Linked DNA regions of Sus scrofa: regions 1 and 3 are each linked to region 2. Evidence: chromatin contacts called from public Hi-C and HiChIP or PLAC-seq data. All regions are on one chromosome and are shown on one strand. The core of a region is the stretch at or near the end of the contact, and the rest is flanking DNA. Distances in the headings are between cores, read along the strand shown. Region 1 holds the start of LOC102165851 (vegetative cell wall protein gp1-like). Region 2 holds the start of ADPRHL2 (poly(ADP-ribose) glycohydrolase ARH3). Region 3 holds the start of AGO3 (eukaryotic translation initiation factor 2C, 3).

The links. A called contact is a pair of places that touch in the nucleus more often than the background predicts. HiChIP or PLAC-seq counts read pairs in DNA pulled down with a chosen protein or histone mark.
Region 1: a contact with region 2 is called in an H3K27ac HiChIP or PLAC-seq map of skeletal muscle, with 2.2 times the contacts expected there. The contact joins the promoter of LOC102165851 here to the promoter of ADPRHL2 in region 2. A contact is called at or near these places in 1 of 5 promoter capture datasets (fetal liver) and 1 of 2 datasets of contacts at active chromatin or transcription factors (skeletal muscle).
Region 3: a contact with region 2 is called in a Hi-C map of liver, with 2.1 times the contacts expected there. The contact joins the promoter of AGO3 here to the promoter of ADPRHL2 in region 2. A contact is called at or near these places in 1 of 47 Hi-C or Micro-C datasets (liver) and 1 of 2 datasets of contacts at active chromatin or transcription factors (alveolar macrophages).

Annotation. Positions count from the first base shown.
Region 1 is chr6:92,037,387-92,041,488 of Sscrofa11.1, reverse strand. It overlaps LOC102165851 (vegetative cell wall protein gp1-like), which reads left to right and starts at 2,675. Exons shown (of 3, transcript XM_021097603.1): 1 at 2,675-2,988; 2 at 3,068-3,675; 3 at 3,982-4,102. The coding sequence starts at 2,675. AGO1 (argonaute 1, RISC catalytic component) reads right to left here and starts at 3,273. Exons shown (of 19, transcript NM_001194976.1): 1 at 3,249-3,273. The coding sequence starts at 3,273.
Region 2 is chr6:92,235,836-92,239,729 of Sscrofa11.1, reverse strand. It overlaps ADPRHL2 (poly(ADP-ribose) glycohydrolase ARH3), which reads right to left and starts at 1,263. Exons shown (of 6, transcript XM_003127788.4): 1 at 1,014-1,263. The coding sequence starts at 1,230. It overlaps TEKT2 (tektin-2), which reads right to left. Exons shown (of 10, transcript XM_005665212.2): 5 at 3,272-3,415; 6 at 3,074-3,188; 7 at 2,778-2,885; 8 at 2,511-2,654; 9 at 2,297-2,376; 10 at 1,605-2,130. The coding sequence ends at 1,917.
Region 3 is chr6:92,079,813-92,083,443 of Sscrofa11.1, reverse strand. AGO3 (eukaryotic translation initiation factor 2C, 3) reads right to left here and starts at 1,479. Exons shown (of 19, transcript NM_001194974.1): 1 at 1,461-1,479. The coding sequence starts at 1,479.

The DNA.
Region 1 (4,102 bases), core at 1,426-3,925, 200 kb after region 2:
ACTGCTGAATTTCCAGTGCCAGGCATATAGGAGGGGTCCAATATACAGATATCAAATGAATTAACAAACAGATCCAAAGACACATCACAAAGAACACACACGCATGCACAGCACACAAACACCTGCAAACTGCTCAGAAACAATTACAAATCCTGCACAGGACAAACCTGACCCTGGTGGAAGTAGCGGGTAAGAGACACCCTTCCCCTCCCTATGTTCTAATATTCCATTCACCTCCATAGCCTCCCAGGCTGAATAATTGTTTGGAGCCTTGGGAGAAACTCATCCCCTAGAGCTAGGGGCTGGGTAGAAATGATGGGGGATGGGACAGACACTCAAGTCTCAAAGCCTTCTCTTCCCCAGAACTACACACCAGACTTAGCCTTAGGCACCCTCTACTCCTAGAAGGCTTGGGGAAAACAGGGAGCCCCCACCTTCACCTTCATCCCCAAAATAGGGAAGGCAGGAGGAATAGAGAACCCCTTCCTCACCAGATCCCCCTGCAAGGCTTTCAAAGTTCCCCTCTAACCCCACCCTGCCCCCAGCTTTTAGTCTGAGAAAGGGAGACACTTCCCTTCAGACCCAGACAGGGACAGACGGCCACTTTGTGATGCAGATGAGGGCCCCAGCACAGAGGACAAAGCTTGGGCCTTGGGGGAAAGGGGCGGGGCCCTTCCCTGCAGACAAAAGCAAGGAGGGAGGGGCTATGAAAAGGACACTCCCCCTCCCCCATCCCCAACCAGCCGGGAGAAGGAAAAGTATCAGAGCTGAAAGGCTTGGCTCAGGGATTCCTTCCCTGCAGTTCTGAGGCCCACATACCTCCCAAGGAGCTAGACTGTCCATTCAAAAGACAAACTCAAGGCTAGGTTAGCTGTCTGATAAGCAAAGACTAAGAGGCCAATCTCACCAAAAAGTATCACACACTGAGTACATCAAATTATTAAACATTCACATATGTGTTAACCATTTACGTTCACACTAGAATTTGATTTAATTCAAAAAATAAACATGTACTTCTGTCAGGGCCTCCACAGATAAATCAGACACCACCTCTACCCTGGGAGTTCCCAGTCCAGTATATGTGCTTAAAACACACTTAAGCACAGAAGGCACATCTGGACATAAGCCCAATGAAGCCAGCAACAATACTTTGCTTTGTGTATCATATCCTCCGACCTCCAAGAAAATCATCTGGGCCTAGGAAGGAGGCAGTTATGGAAATCCCTCCACTCACAGCTTTCAGAATAAATTCCAATTACCAGGCAAGTAAAGCCTGCCCCATTAAGGTACAGCCAACTCCAGATACCAGGCTCCAGTTTCTTCCCTATAAGCTTATTTATTTACAACAACAAAGTCAAATTTTTCATCACTCCAGAGTCCATTAGGCATTCATCATTAGATAAATGATCAACAAGATCATTCACAGTCTGGAATGAGTGCCAGCTCCCAGCAATCCATCTGGACCTCTGTGACCCATTCCTACCCTAGTCCATAGGTTGTCGCAAGTTGTCTCCAGCCCAGAAAACTAGGAGAGTTCCCTGAACGGAGAAAGGGGCCTAAGGGAAGAAGGAAGTAGTTTTCTCAAGTCAGTTGCTCCCAGCATTCCAGCTTTGTTTTTGTCTTGGGGAAAGTAGTCACTAAGTACTTAGAAGTCACTGAATAGATGACTTGAATGTGCTGGTAGGAGCTATTTCCTTGAGGGGAATAGCTGTGGTATAAAAGACAAAGATTCTTCAACCAGAAATGAAATTCATGTCCCCAGTGGAAATCCTATTCCCACCCCCAGATCAAATGGAAGGAAGTGGTGAGACAAGACCTAAAGGTCCATACTCCTCCCATCAAAGGTCTCCTATCTAGGACACAGGAGGTGTCTCCACCCTACAGCCCATCCAAGGACTCTGGTCTTCTTGGGGCAGCTCTGCCTCAGTTTCTCTTCTACTCTTACCTACTTTTCTCCTGGTTGTGAGTAACGAGACATTAAAGCTATGATCTGAGACTCATCAGGGTGAAGGCTATAAACTTCCCCCTACTCCAAACAACTTATTTGCGGCAAAAGGCTAGCTTGGCAACCTGTAATAACATGGCCCTAGGAGTTTCTGGGGAGTAGAGAGAGGAAAAGAAAAGATACCCAGTGGGGGATAGCAGCCATAAAAACATTAAGGTATAGAAAGATTAGGCTGTCACCTCTGGAGACATTTCAATAGAGAGGTCATTATACTTGGATTAAAAGATCCCAACTCTGTTCACTACTGGACCAGAAACATGCAAACCGGAAAGACAACCCCTTCTAGGCAAACCTGGCCCTGACTTCGGTTCCTAAGTAACCAATACATTTTCTAAGGCCTGTCTTCAGGAAGGACCCGTCTCTAACCTAAAACATTGCTTCTATCTCAGTCTTTCCTCATCCCAGTAGCAGAATAAGGCACTTTGGCAGTTTCCTTCAATCCATTCTTGGCAAACTGTGACTGAAGGTTTTCAGGGCCAAGTGCAAGAGCCTCAGGATGGGGAAGGGGCCCATTTCCATTTGCGCTAAGCCAGCATGACCTAAGAGAGAATACACCCCATCCTCGCGCTCCTTTTTCCAAGCCAAACCTGGCACGATTGGGGGTGGGGGGGTTCGGGCGGCCACGCCCCCACCACATCAGGCAGCCCCTTCCAGCTGCCACCTCCGCGCATGCTCCGGCGCCTCTTCTCCAGCTCCCCAGACTCAAGGGGGGGAATCCCGGGGCTGGATCCCCACCCACCGCCCCCTGACCCTCGCCCCCGCGTTAGGCCCGGCTGGGGCGGAGCTCACAGCCCAGATCTGGCGCCTTCTCCCGAAAAGACACAAACCCAACCCAGCCTAGCCGGGATGAACCCCCGCCCCCGGCATGCGGCAGCTCAGGGCCCATCTGTGTCGACCCCCTCCTCTCCTGAACACCTGGAGCCCGCCCCCTGCCACCTGCCGTGCCTCTCCCTAGGCCTCCCGGGATCTCTAGGACTCCTTACGTGTGTTCAGGCCCTTCTCTCAGATCACTTCCCACCTCCAGGAGTGCATACAGTCTCTGATAAATGGCCCTCGTCTCAGAGCTCCCTTCACAAGGTTTCCCCCGGAACTGCACACAGCCCCCTTCAAACTGGGCCCCCCATCTCTTAAGAGCCCCTTTCTTCACTCAGGAAACCTTTCCTCACTCGGAAATCCTGCCCTTTACGCGGAAGTACCCTGGTCCTTGGAGCATGCACCGTCCCCCCTTCCCGGGGGCCCTTACCTGCTCCCGAGGGTCCCGCTTCCATCCCATATACCCGTGCGGAGGTCAGGCGGCCCAGAGACTGTGGAGTCCAGTGTGAGGGGTCTAGATACCCCGCACTCTAGCTGCTCAGGCTCCCGGGCCGGGCTCGGCTCCCCCCGCCAAGCCCGGCCGCTCGCGCCGCCACCGCCGCAGCCTCCGTTGCCGCCGCCGCCGCGGAGCCTGCAGCAGCTCCCCCTGCGAGCGCCCGGCCAGCTGCCAGTGCGCAGGCGCGACCGCCAGGCCCAGGGGGCGGACGGGAACGAGTCAAACGGGGCGCTCCGACGGCAACAAAGGCCAATGGAGAGGGGCGGGGGCACCGGGGACCGGAGGCAGCGGCCCCTGGCGGTCACCCGTCGCCATGCAGCCCGGCGGGAGGGCTCCGGTGGAGGCGCCGCGGCACCGCGCGGTAGCGTTAAGTGGGGCGGGGCGGGAGGACACCCCTGCAGCAGCCTCCGGCCCTGTCTTTTCCCCAAATGGGTCCCTCCAAGCCCATACACAGCCTTCCCCCTTCGCACAGAGCCACGCGTGCATATCCACCACGTTCCCGGGCCACCCTCACACACTCTGAGAGACCCATCACCCAGGGGCCCTGCCTCCCACCTCTCCTCCCAATCACCCTCATCCTTCAAGCTTCGGCTGCAAAGCGACTGCCTCCGCGAAGCCTTTCTCCGTCCCCAGTCACTGAACTCACTGACGCCACCCTCTCTTCCAGGCCAAGTGCTGGGCGCTGAGACCACAGATGTGAAAGAGACCTTGCCTACCCTGGAAGATGTCACATTCTCAAACTTAAGTGCAGCTACCGAGCACTACCTGCGGGACCTGGGAAGCACCTG
Region 2 (3,894 bases), core at 14-2,513:
AGAGCCACAGCAATGCGGGATCCAAACCATGTCTGCAACCTACACCACAGCTCATGCCATGCTGGATCCCCCTGAGCAAGGCCAGGGATGCAACCTGCAACCTCATGGTTCCTAGCCAGATTTGTTTCCACTGTGCCATATGGGAACTCCTGAAATCTAACTTCTAAGGTTCAACTTTCTACTGAAAATGCTTTTCTAAATCTAGATTTCCCGAGACTTAACCCCTTTTACCATCACACCAGTGACCAGTGTCTTCGTCCAGAAATTCTTGAGTTTTGTTGTTACGCATCTCCCCACTTCTCCTATCAAACAATTTCCTTCTCTAGCTCCTTTTCCTCCTTCAGGGTTCTGGGTGTGGCCCTTTTCCCTTACTATTCTATATGCTCTCCCAGAAGACTCATTCTCTGCTTGACCTCAGCTGTGATACTGAGCTGAGATCTGGGTGATGAGCAGACTGCCCAGGGGAGAGAGCTTTACAGGCAAACGGACAGCGGTACATGCAAAGGCCTCGGCAAGAGGAAGCACGATGTGACAGCAATGCAGAGCGGTACAAGATGAAACTGGGGCCGCAGGGGAGGACCGGCCACAGATGGCACGTTAAAGAGTTTGATTCTGTCTTAATGGTAATGGAAAATCACTGCAGAGCTTCACGCGCGCGGGAGGCAGCCATCAGATCTGTTTTCAGATGCGCACTCCCAGCTGCGTGGAGATGGACCGGTGGTGCACTGATCCAGGAGAACTGGGTAAATCGGGTCGAATCGGCAGGGGTGTACTACTGGACAAGGCAATCTAGGCGTGGCCTGTACCGCGGGAGGATGGGGTTGCCAGGCCCGTAACCGGCAAACGTCTGGGGCGAGACTCGTGAAGATGGGGCTCGGATTTAAACAAGCTGAGTCCGAGGTGCCCGCAAGTCCTGCAGATCCGGCCACTCACTCCCGCTGCGGTTCCCTCCCTCCCAGCGTCCCTCGCGACCCTTGGCCTCCACGTGCCCCAGTGCGTCCGGGCCCGCCCACCTGTCCGCGGGCTCCCCGCCGATCCGGGGTCCGGCTCCAGGTCCTGGACCTGACGCAGGACTGACGTCAGGTCGACCGTGTCGCGCGCCTCGTAGACGGCGCCCACGCAGTCCCCGAGCAGCGCGCCAGCCAGGCAGCCTCGGAAGCGGGAGAGGGAGCGGGCCGCCCCTGCCCCTCCGGAGGCCGCTGCCGCCGCCGTCATCGCTGCCACTGCCATCCGCGCCGATCCGCAGCCACTTCCGGTGCGGCCGACGCGTGCCCAGCGGCGCCGCTTCCCTGGCCCCACAGCGACACCCCGAGGCGCGGAGTCATAATTCCCGCGCGCGAGTGACCTGGGTGGTCCCGCAGCCCTGGTTCGATTGGGCTCGGCCTCTGGTTTTAGTCCCCATCCCCCACCCCTGGAAAGGGCATCACAGTCGGACGGGACGTCCACTAAAGGGTCCCCAGGGGTGGGCACTGAGCCAGACTGTAGGGTCACTGGCTCCGAGGCCTTTATGTGCCCGGGTACCCCAGCCCTCCCAGGGCAGCCGCCGCTCATGGCCCCCACTCAGGGCTGGGTGCCCCTCATCCCCAAGCCCTCCCCCCATCACCCTGGCCCCCTCAGGGCCTCTCCTAGGCATCCAGAGGGCAGGCTAGGGTCCAACTGGGGCAGAGCTTGTTGGAGGTCGCACAGCTAGAGCCCAGGGGTGCTGGCCTGGTCGAGACAGGCCCCCTGAGGGGAGAAAGGGGAAGGAGTGGGATTTGGAACTTGGAGCTTGAGGGATGATGTTCCCCGCCTGTGCTCCTCCAACTACAGGGGTAGCAGAGAACCCTCTGGACTGAGAACCCCCCACCTTTATTGACTCATTATCCCCACCTCCACTTCATTTCCCACCAGCCTTCCCCTCTGTTCTCAGCCCCTCGCTAGGTCAGCTCCAGCTGGCAGGTCTTGAGTGGACTCAGGGTGCGGTTTGTGGTGCGTGTGAAGGTGTCCACCTCAGGCACAAACTTCTCAGCAGGCACGGTCAGCTTCCGACGAGTATCCATGCACTTGGTGTCCAACAGCATGGAGTTGGCCTTGCAGGCGATATCAGCCTGCAGCCGAGCCAGGTGCTTGTACAGGGCATCCAGAGCGTCCCTGGGGAGGGAGGATTAACAACCCACCACCACTACATGAGGCTGGGCAGGCAGGGCTGAGCTTACCCACCTTGAGTCAGGAAGCCAGCAGGGAAGCCAGCAGGCAGCACGCCGCTGGGGTGGTGGGAGTTGTCTCCCCGCCCCTCCTGCTCACTCCCCAAACCTACTGTGCTTGAGCCAGCTTCTGCTTCAGGGCGGCAATGGTTGCCTCTAACTGGTGAACCTCATCAGTGAGGCCGAACTGTGCCTGGAGGTAGAGGAGCAGGTGGGAGGGAATCCCAGGTCAGCCAGGCTGTCCTTCTGCCCATGGGCCAGGGGGTGGCCTATGCCAGAACCCCTGCTCCACCAGGGAGCCCGTGCCCCGCTGGGGTGCCCTCATACCTGGTCACGGCAGAGTTCCACATTAGGCCGGTAGGTCCTGGTCTCTAGCCGGGTATGGCATAGCTTCAGGTTCTGCAACTTTCTGCGCAGATCCTCCTCCAGGTGCCGGATGTCCTCCTGCAGCTCAGCAATCTCCTCCAAGGTCTGCAGGGACAGAGGGACTGGTCTCCACCTGGTGCACCCAGTCCAGGGCTTCCTGGCAAGGCCCCAGGCTCCTCATCCCACAGCAGGAAGTCCAGGCCCCAGGAGATACGCGGAGAAGCTCACATTCTTCTCTTGCCACTTGAGCTCACTGTACACCTTCTCCATCTCCCGCAGCCGCTTCCTGAAGGCAAATTCCGTTGCAACCCTTTGGGCTTCGAGTTCATTGTTGGTCTGAAGGACAGGAAGTAGGCAGGACAAGGGGAAGGTATAAGCTTTGGCCTCTGGCCATCTGAGGATGTGGCTCAGGTGAGGGGTGGGATGCCACATGGCTGACAGGGAACAAAAGACAAAGGCTTGAGTGCATGCTGTGGCCGTCCCTTGGCCACTGAGGATCGGGGGAGCAGGAGGGGGTCAGGCACCTCGGCAATAGTTAGGGCGATGGCCTCCCTCAGCTCCACGGCTCCTTTCATCTCAGCCTCTGCCCGGTTCTTGTTGAACTGACTGAAGTCATCCCACTGCTGGAGAGTGGTGGAGCTGCAGGTGGAAGGAAACACTGGGGTTGCGGGAGTCTGGCCTTTGCAGGGAGGAAGAGAGACTGAGCGAAAGGCTCTTCTTACCCACTGGGGACACGTGTAGGATTAATCTTCAGAGAGATGTTCGGGGACTTGAGGTTGAGAGAGAGGCAGCCTCTGTCGATGTCTAATGTCTCCATTTTGCCCCGATGGTCAGCGTTGAGCTGCTGTCGAGCTTCCTGCAGGAGGCTGAGGACAGAACAGACCCCATCAGGATCCATCCCCCAAGGCCCTGGAATGCAGCTCCCATGGTACTGAAGGGACGAGGGATGCGAAGGCTGGGGTGACAATGGAGCTGCCCGAGCTCCCCACAGACAAAATGGCAGCAGGTGCTTGTACACGCACAGAGCTACACTCACAAGGCACGCACGCCCAGAAAGTCAGGGGTGGCAGCAAAGGGGCTTCATCTCTCGTGCTTCCAATCAATTGATAATGGCTGCCTAGAGGAGGGTCACGAGAAGTATTCTGAGACATGTCTGGGCGGTGCAAAAAGTGCTCCAATCAGTGAGTGGTGTCCGCCATGGGCACAGCAGGGGCAGAAGGCAGCCTGAGAGCCAGTGGCTCATGATCCCCAGTACCCATGTTCTGTATTTCAAGCACAGCCTTCGAATGCATTTCGTCTCAAAGATACCCAAATGTGCCAAGAAAGAATGTACTGATGATGTCCT
Region 3 (3,631 bases), core at 230-2,729, 160 kb after region 2:
AAAGTCTTTAACTTTCATGTTTGTTTTTCAGGCTCAACAATAGAACAGTTATATAAAAATTACATATAGTTTCCAAATCATCACAATCTCTAAATAGTGTATTAGAAAATTGAAAAACAAAAAACAAAAAAGGTAGGATAGGGCAGTTTTGGAAATACACAAATCGATGATAAACAAGAGTCTAAAACTCCTGATAATCTAGACAAACTTGCCCTTTTTAAGACGACATGAATAAGAGGGGAAAATGGAGCATGCAAAAGAGAAATGATAGAAATTGATTAGAGAAAATTCCATATAATAAAACTTGTAATAAACCTTTCTCTCCAGCCCATCTCTACAATTTCTAAGTGCTTTTTGCATCTACTTGATAATTATACTCCTTAACGCAGTCAACAAAATCTTTATTATCATGTCACTGGTTTCTTTTATATGATTTTTTTCTTATCTCATATTTAAGTGCCTCCCGAACTGGCAAAATGAGATGTGAAATTCAGGGACTTGTGATCCTATTAGTAACAAGATACCCCCCCAAATATCTTCAAAATTAATTTATAAATTTCTGACTGGATGAAGCATACTTCCAAATTTAGCATACCAAGTATGATCATTTGGAAAGCAAACCGTTACGTAACACCTACTTTATGTCCTTCAGTTAATTACGGACCATAAAGAGTGCTTTTTCATTCTTTTTTTTTTTTTTTTTTTTTACGATAAGCACTGCCCATGTTGCAATTTTTTTCTCAAGACTGTCATTTTTCCCAAAGAGAGAAACAATTTTCTTAAATTCCAAATTTCCAAGAATATGATGGCCGATTCTCTAGGAAAAAAAAGAAAAATGGAAAAAGACAGGTAGCTAGATAGACCGACGGACAGAAATTTTAAGACCTATCGCCTCACATAAGCAGTGATCCAGGCTGATAATGACATTTCCAAGATCCTCAGAAACTATATACCATGCTGCCACAAACATCAGATGAGAACTCAGGGATGACACAAATGCCATCTTGCATTTGACGTTGCACTAATACCTATCTTAAACTTAGTTTTTATCTGTTATCCTAATGCATCCTCATGACTACCTTAAAAGATAAGCAAGGGAGAGTGCCGGCCGCCCAGTGCCCCTACGGGACACACAACCTGGTCAAAGGACACACACACCGTTACATCTTCAACTGGAATAACAGAAGCGATGACAAACGCTTCTGGACTCCAGTGAAAGAGTAATATCGCCTAGAGAACCCTAAACTTCAATTTTGTCAGCAGCGTCTCCTCCCCGCAGTTTCGCCCACTCCGTGGCCGGGGGAACCGCCGCAGGGCTGCGGGGAGGCGGAGGAGGGGCCGGGGGCGGAGGAGGGAGCCACCCGGGCGCCGCTCACCTCGCGCACCTGGGCCTGGGCGGAGGGAGCGACGACGTTCTGGGGATACCTCGGCGAACGGACCAGCAGCTCTGACTCACTCACCTGCGGAGCCGATTTCCATTCATGGAGCTGGGGGGAGTGCTTCGAGCGAGAAGGGCGCCCGCCACTGAGGGCAAGGTGGCGGCGCAGGGAGCGACGCGGCGCGACAGGAACCCTCACTCGGCCCGGAGGCGGGGTGGCGACAGCTTCTCCTCAGCAACCGCACTCTGAAAGCTCCCGTCAGGAAGATCGGCCGTCGGGAGGCAGCACGAGACTAGAAGAGAGGAAGAAGCGTGTGGCGAGAAGAGAAGAGCTCCGTACGGAACTTGCGTCGCCCGCGGCCGCTTACGCTCCCACTGCCTCTCCACGACTGCGGCGCCGCCGCCGACCTCCCCGGGGGCCGCCCCCGGAAGCCCGCTGGCGTCAGTTCCGCTGCCCGGGCTCGCCGGACGTCCAAGCCTCGCCTCTCAGCCTAGCCGTGCGGGCGCGGCCGGCGCGGAGGACGCAGGGGAGGTGTCACCGAGCGGGCGCCGCGCCTGGGCGGGGCCTGAGGCGAGCGCGGCCGTGGGTGGCGAGCGCGGCGGGGCCGGCCCTCCCGCTGTCCTCTGCCGGGCGGTGCAGGCCGGAGACAACCCCGAGGGGCTGGACTCCTCCTGCCGCCTTGATGCAGGGCCGTGCTTGTCTGAGACGACGTCTTAGAGGGCGGCGTAGCCAACCTGCACAGGAGCCTCCCGGGAACGTGGTTAGTGCGACGGGCAGGACAAAGATCTGAGGGCCCTGGGCCGATCTCCGGTCTTGGGTAAAAACCCCCTCCTTCTCGAAACCCTCTCACCACGCCCGGTTTGGACCGCCTCACACGCCTCCTCTGCAGGCGGTGAAGTGATCACCACAGTTGATCACTCCGTTTGTAGAGTTGCTTTGACGACCATTTTTTTTTGGGGGGGGGAATGTACACTATAACTCTGTTAGATTAAGAAACATGACTTTACACAAACATCAGCTCGAATAACTTCCATGTTTAAAACTCTTTAATAACGCCTGGTCAGGCTAAGACCCAAAGTCCATTCTGGGGCCAAACCGCCTGTTGTAACGGGGCCCCAGCCTTTCCCCTCAAGTGAGAATCTTCCTCGTCGCTATGCTACAGCTATACTGGTCTGCTTCCAATTCCCGCAAAAGGAAAAGTGCCTAATAGACCTGGAGCGTCTCTGCTTCTGGTTCCCTTGGCAGGAGCCCTCTTCCTCTTCACCCTCACCCCTTCCCCTCAGCTCCCCAACCGCTCTTCATACTTCGACTTCAGACATCTCAGAGGTCTTGCCCGGACGTCTGATCTATGATCAGTGACTTCTGTATATTATTACAGTATTTCCTAATAGCCCATATCCCAATCTGCAGTTTTCATGTACTAGTTTATTATGTGCCGTCTCCCCCACTAGAATGTAAGCTTTATAAGGTTATTAGGACCAGCACATTAGTCTTTCTTGCCTTAAAGAAATATGATACTATTTTATTCAGGATGAGGAATGATTCATGATTTTTCCCTACGTCCCGAAGCATCAGTAATGTTTTAGACTTTTAATAATCAAAATACACTCTTTTTAAAAAAGCTTTGGACAAAGAGGAAAAGGAAAAAATATCCTATCTTTAGTCCAGCCCAATCACTGAGGGGACTTTGATCAGTCACTTGAGCCTCTCTGGGCTTCAGTTTCCTCACAGCTGTGAAGTTAACGAATGCACGTTATGCATCCAGAAAATCCACCCTAAATGTTAGTAAGAATGTATTTACTATAGTTACCATTTTAAAGCACTTATTAGATGCACCTACCATATAGTAAACACTTTATAAGTTGACTTTTATAACTTTACCTTTTACAAAAAATGCTCTCCCCAATTTTAAAATATCAAATGTTACTAGATGAAACACTGTATCTTAAAAGTTACTTTGAATCCTTGACTAAAGGGATTCCACAGCAGTTGACAGGGGTAAATATCAACTTTTGCAAGGGTCTATCACACCCTCAACCCCCTCAACAGGTTCCCTAAATGACTGTAGGCTTCTTAGGTGTCTCCCAGAATAGACATAGTGACGATGAGGACCCCAAAGGTAAGCCTTATTTGATGACATGGATGAAGCAGAATTTGGACCTTCTAATTCAATCCAATTTAATAAATGTCAATGATGCCTTCCCATTTACTGTTGCTACTCAGGATCCCCCATCTCTAAGCCCGTGTGAAAG